Linked DNA regions of Sus scrofa: region 2 is linked to region 1. Evidence: chromatin contacts called from public promoter capture Hi-C data. All regions are on one chromosome and are shown on one strand. Each heading gives the region's core, a stretch centred on a gene start, on an enhancer-like site or on the middle of the called end of the contact. The rest is flanking DNA. Distances are from core to core; before and after follow the strand shown.

Region 1 (2,897 bases), core at 323-2,822:
CTACTCAAAAAAAAAAAAGAAGGGATGTACTGAAAATACTGAATTTCTGTAGGCTTGAATCTACAATAGAAGAAAAAAAAAGTGCCCTAATAGCAATATCAACCTTTGTGAGCCCATTAAAATGTTCGTGGGCACGCGTGCGAGAGCACAAATGCGCGCGCGCACTCACACGGTGATGACTGTGGTTTTTATCATTGAGTCGCTTCTAGTGATGGCTGTGATCTCAGGGGAAGACTATTTGCTCTGTCCTATTCCCTGGTCTACACTGAACTCCAAATCCTTTTGGGTCACTAAGGGAATGTGAAAGGGTAATAAGGGATAAATCACCAATAGTTAAATAATTAAGCAGCCAAAGCCCATTAACAACATTATATTGGAAAAGTAGTGTTACAGCATTTTACTTGCTGACTTAAGAAAAATCTGGCCTATTATCCAAACTGCTATAACTTGCCTTATCAGAATGTCAATCAGGAAACAAAGGAAACCTCAAAACGGTCCACAACATGTGAACAATTTAACTTTATTTCTTTCAGCTCATCGCTACGTATCATCCGTTTGGTCAAGGCCCGAAAGACGAGGGCAGCCCTCCAAACCAATCGTTCGCCAGGTCAGCAGTGTCCCAGCTCAGGCGCCCAAAACACAACACAACCGGGAAAGTGATGTGCGGAGGGGAATCACTAAGTGCCACCAGCTGTGGTTGCAGCCAAGAAGAAAAAAAGCACGCTAAAATTTAATTATAAGTTTAGCAACTTTCTAGGACAGGCAACCTGCTTTTGCTTTGGGCTCCAAGTAATCGCAAACCATCCTCCGGAGCAGGGGCCGAGATAACGGGAAGGCAGCCGGTCCGCGCCAATCAGCAGCGCCCAAGTCTCGTTAGCGCAGACCTGCCAGTTCGCGGCCAGACCGGGCAGCTGTTGATCTCGGGGCCATTTTTTTTAAAGCCGACACTGAGAGCGGGTAGGAAGGGAGCGAGGAAGGCTGAGCCAGGGCGGGGGAGGGGAGGAGAAGGTAAGGACGTCCCAGGAAAAGTCGGAGAGGGCTGCAAACTGACGGAAACCGGCCGGCGGGGCTCGGCGGCACAGAAGCCGGAGGAGAGAGGAGCGGAGGGGGAGAGGGGGACCCGTGCCTCAAAGTTCCGCGTCCCGGCGGCGCCCGCGCGCTGGGCTGCTCACCTAACAGGAGCGTGGTCCAGGTCCGGCCGCGCCCCGAGCGCCGCAGGCCCAGCGCCCCGCTTAGTCGAGCCGCCAAGCGCCCCCCGAGGCCGCCCCCGGCCGCCGGCGCGGCGGGCTCCGCGCGGAGCCCCTTCCTGCCCGCGGCGCCCTTGCGCCGAGGGGACGGGGGCGCGCGCTCGGGCCCGGGTTCCCCGGCGCCGACATCTGGCGTCCCCCTTAGCGGCGACTGAGAGGCGCGGGGCGGCTGGGGCGGCTTGGGGGCCGCTTCCCGGTGCTTGTTCCGCGCCTGCAGGACCATCTTGGCATAGTCGCGCCCGCTCGCTGCGCGCGCCCGGACGGCGGCCGGGGAACGGCGGGCTGGCGGGGCGGCCCCGGCGCCGCTCACTCTCCGGCGGGCGGGCGGAGGGCGGTCCGGTCCCTCCCCGCCGGCGGGGAGGCGGGGAGAACTGCAAGGCCGGGCGGCGGCTGCCTGCCTGGCGGTGCTGCCGGGAGGCGGCGCCGGACTCGCGCGCCCGCCGCCGTTGCCGCCGTTCCGGTTGTCACGGCGACCGTGGAACGCCAGGGGGCGGGGGCGGGGACACCCCGCGAGCGGCCGCAGCCGCGGCCCCGCCCCTGCTGCCCCTCCGCGCCGGACGCGCGCTCCCGGCCGGCAAGCGCGCACGCGCCGACTTCCGGCGGGGGCGGGGGCCGACCCCGGGCCGCCCAGCGACCCCGGCCAGGTTTGGAACCCGCGCAGGAATCTGCAGGTTTGAGGACGCGGACTGCCCAGCGGGAGTGGCGGTCCCACCCTTTGGGAGCGACGGGGAAAGAAGAAGGGCCCTCTCTGGGCGGGCGCAGCTGGTCGAAGTTTTGGACCCGATTAAGGCTGCAAGTGGAGCTCGGTGAAGCCCGCGTGGCCCAAGCAACTCGTTGCGGAGGCGGCTAGACCCGGGAGGAGGCGCTAGAGAAGGACCACTTGGGGGCGCTGTGTGTGCGCTCTGGAGTTCTCGGTGGCCCTGCTGCTAAAAGGCTAGCTGCCCAAAGTCCAGCCAAAGGGTCACGTTACTCCACCCTGTGTGGCCTCGTAATTTAGAACGCTGCCTAGTGCAGCTTCCGCTTTCACAAACCCGACGAGCGGGGCAACCCGATTTAAAATGGCAGTAGAGTATCAGGGTGAGCTGATAAAGGTCGGGACAGAAGTGTGTGCCTGACATTAAAACCAAAAACCAGGGGTAGCAGCCTAGACTGAGGGTAATAAAATTGAATGGACTGAGAAGGAAAGATTAGCAATGAGAATGTCCTGTTAGTTTCAAATGCTATATAACCTTATGGCTTGAAAGAGAGTAGAACTTTATTTGATGTTAAATACAAGCCTTTAGTTGAAAACGTATTTTCTTTCATGCAGCAGCAGAAGGCATGACTGAAGGAAGCCTAGGAAGATTGGGAAAACCAGGCAACTTTCATTTACCTTCCACCCCCGCCCCCACATCCCTGCATTTTTTGCACAAAACCCTGCAGCCTCGTGGATCACCGAAATGTTCCTTACCTTTAAATCCAATGAGCTTGTTCCAAAAAGTTGTCCTTAGTTCCCAATTTTGTATATCAAGCCACATGATTCTGATTATCTCCACTGTAATCCTAGAGGCTTCACGTGGCTATGGGTCCTCTCCCTTGTTTCTCTGCCCAGTGATTTAAGTAACTTAATACCGGCATTCACTTACTTTTTAAAGGCAGTGAATTATTTTG
Region 2 (2,841 bases), core at 291-2,790, 210 kb before region 1:
TAAAATAGTTTTACAATATAAGTAGTACTTGCATTGCTGATAAAGAGTGGGTAGACTTGGGAGTTTCCATCATGGTTCAGTGCTAACGAACCAGGCTAGCATCCATGAGGAAGTGGGTTCAATCTCTGGCCTTGCTCAGTGGGTTAAAGGAGCCGGCATTGCTGTGAGCTGTGGTGTAGCTTGCAGACACAGCTCAGATTTGGTGTTGCTGTGGCTGTGGCATAGGCCAGTGGCTTACAGCTCCACTTTGACCCCCAGCCTAGGAGCCTCCATATGCTGCAAGTGTGGCCCTAAAAAGACCAAGAAAAAAAAAATAGAGTTGATAGACTCAACAATAAGGACTTCCTACAAATCTGTAATGCAAAGAAAAATACTTAATGGCAAAATAAACACAAACCTGTGGATAGGGACGACATAAAACGGAAATGTAATTCATCACTAAGCCTATTTTAAATAGTGTTGTCACAAACTGAATAAATGCAAATTAAAATAACAATGAACTACCATGTCTGCCCATCAAGAAAAGAATGTAGGTTTCAAGAAATTGGTAGTGCATCAGGCCATTTTTATTTAATAAAATCGGAAAAGTGTTCATCTCTTGGGTCATATTTTACTTTTTAATACTTCTAAATTTTTCAATACATATTACTTATGCAATTAAAAAGTAATTGTACATAAAAAATAAATAGTTGGGGTAAACCCCTGACTCCCAGGATGGCTTAATCATTGAAAACAATGTCCCAATACTGAGAACTGCCTGGGTCTGTTGCAACTTTCAGTAGCACAGGGGAGAGGGTGATTTTTCTCTGCTTTGGATGGGGGCCAGGGGACAGGGTTAATTCTGCGCAGATGGATCTTGAAGTCCCAGCAGGTGGCCCATAGAGGGAGGGATCCTGGGCAGAACAAAAGGTGAAAGGAGAGGGGTATAGTTCACTCTGAATTCTCAGTTTCCAGAATTCATACCTGACACTAAAAGTCTATCAGGTAATAGGGCTCAAGTCAGAGTTCACCTCGCTGGTTGTGGATAAAAGACAGAGTTTTTGATGAAACTTGCAAAGAGAGGGTTAGTAAAAAGAGCACAGTTTTCTAATGTCTTAGCTCCAGGAGTGCCAGGACAGGCCAGGAATGTACCTTCCAGGGAGGAGCCCAGCTTCCTCAGTTGCTCACCTTTCTCATTTATGGAGCCACAGAGCAAGTGTATCAGTGGGAGGAAGGGCGTGGCAGAAAAAAAGGACCATTTGAGCACTGAGCAGTAAGGTGTACAGGTCACTTGTTTAGAGCAGGAAGCAACTAGGAAAGCCAGCTGCCAGCTTGAGACTTGTGGGGGTGAGTTCAGGTGCAGCCCCATGTCTTGACCTCGGAAACCCCCTGGCCCCACTGGCTCATTATCCAGGCAACTCAGTGAGAATTCCCAGGGTTGCTCTGGGACTATTCTGTTTATCCATGACAGAATCTTAGGCTCTCTTTTGGACTATTCTGGTTTCCTTACGAGAGGAGCCATGACATTTATTGATTTTCAGTTTCACTGAGGCCGGACTACCCTCCACGCTTGAAGGGTAGTGTGCAGAACACATCACTACACTTGCACCTGAGGTCAACCACACACCTAGGGGGGCCGAGCTCTGCTAGATATCTCTTTGTGTATTTGTCATGGCAGACACATGCTTACTTATAATATAAGGCTGCTATCTAGTGAAAAGTAGCCACAAAACTACTTTTTTGTGCTTAGCACCAATACTAGGTGGCCATAAAGAGCAAGAGGTTAACAATTCTTGGGCAGAAAAGGGAAGTTCTGAATAAATGACAGAGAAGAGAAACATTAACTCATTTATCTGTTAAAGTTTGAATGATAACAAGTGCAACATTTAGAAAGAGATAAAGGTGACTTGTGAAACTTTTAACGAATGTCTGACTAACTAGAGATAAAATAAATTAATGATAAAATGGTGGTTAACTTAAGGTAGCTGTCTGTTCTTTGCAGGAAACTTGCACAGCAGAAGTACCATTAAGGCTTCGAATAGCGTATGTTGAAAAATGAAACTGGTTGGAAATTTAAAAAATATTTTCTCTTTGCAGGATTTGGATAATAGGGCTTTGTGAGGAGAAGCCTTCTAAATCACACCTCTGTACAAATGCGGATTCTATAGGAATAATTAACATCTTCCGTCACTCTTAATTAGTCTTACTGGGGTGATATAATGCAACATTACGTGGAGATTATTTTCATGAAAAGGTATACTATAATTGCTATTTAAATTACCTTAGTCCTACATGATGGAAGATAATACGACAAAATTATATATATGACTGGGTCACTTTGCTGTACATCAGAAATTGACAGAACATTGTAAATCAACTATACATTAAATTTTTTAAATAAATAAAATATACCTTTTTAATTTTAAATAAATATGTAAATAAATTACCTCAGTCCTGCATTATTGGAAGCCACAAATTTCTCAGCAATAATTTACTGCATTGTATGGAAAGAAATTGTGTGACATTCAAGAAAATGGAGTTTCACAATTGTTTTGAGATATTTCTCTTAGGAACATCGAAGACTACTTTGGTACTGCTATAGAATGAACTGGGAGCGAGAAGTCATGGAAGATGACATTAAGGGGCTGGGAGGTGGCAAAATGACCAGGAGGTTGAGTTTCAAGCCATGTATAGGAATTAGGGTTGGAAGGCTCACAAGCACAGGAGTGATGGAATCAGACTGGTTCCCAAACAGTTTCACTAGAAGATTCCCCTGGAAATAAGCAGACAGATTGGTGGAAAACAGATTGGTAAGAAATGAGACTGGAGAAGTCAAGGTGACAACTTAGGAGACTATTTTCA

The links. Promoter capture Hi-C pulls out the DNA fragments that hold promoters and counts their contacts.
Region 2: a promoter capture Hi-C map of liver shows a contact between it and region 1, with 6 times the contacts expected there. The contact joins the enhancer-like site here to the promoter of DPY19L1 in region 1. A contact is called at or near these places in 1 of 5 promoter capture datasets (liver), 5 of 47 Hi-C or Micro-C datasets (embryonic fibroblasts, heart right ventricle, liver and 1 more) and 2 of 2 datasets of contacts at active chromatin or transcription factors (alveolar macrophages and skeletal muscle).

What each region holds. Positions count from the first base shown.
Region 1 is chr18:38,800,018-38,802,914 of Sscrofa11.1, reverse strand. DPY19L1 (probable C-mannosyltransferase DPY19L1) reads right to left here and starts at 1,572. Exons shown (of 47, transcript XM_021079309.1): 1 at 1,173-1,572. The coding sequence starts at 1,470.
Region 2 is chr18:39,008,685-39,011,525 of Sscrofa11.1, reverse strand. The region is part of intron 29 of DPY19L1 (probable C-mannosyltransferase DPY19L1); the gene reads right to left. The region is part of intron 6 of NPSR1 (neuropeptide S receptor); the gene reads left to right. Among named protein-coding and RNA genes, the nearest start is that of NPSR1, 200 kb to the left of the region's middle. Within about 2 kb of position 1,540, at least 2 of the 83 cell types and tissues checked have an H3K27ac peak or open chromatin away from gene starts, as enhancers often do. A contact at or near this core is called in liver, where this site is marked.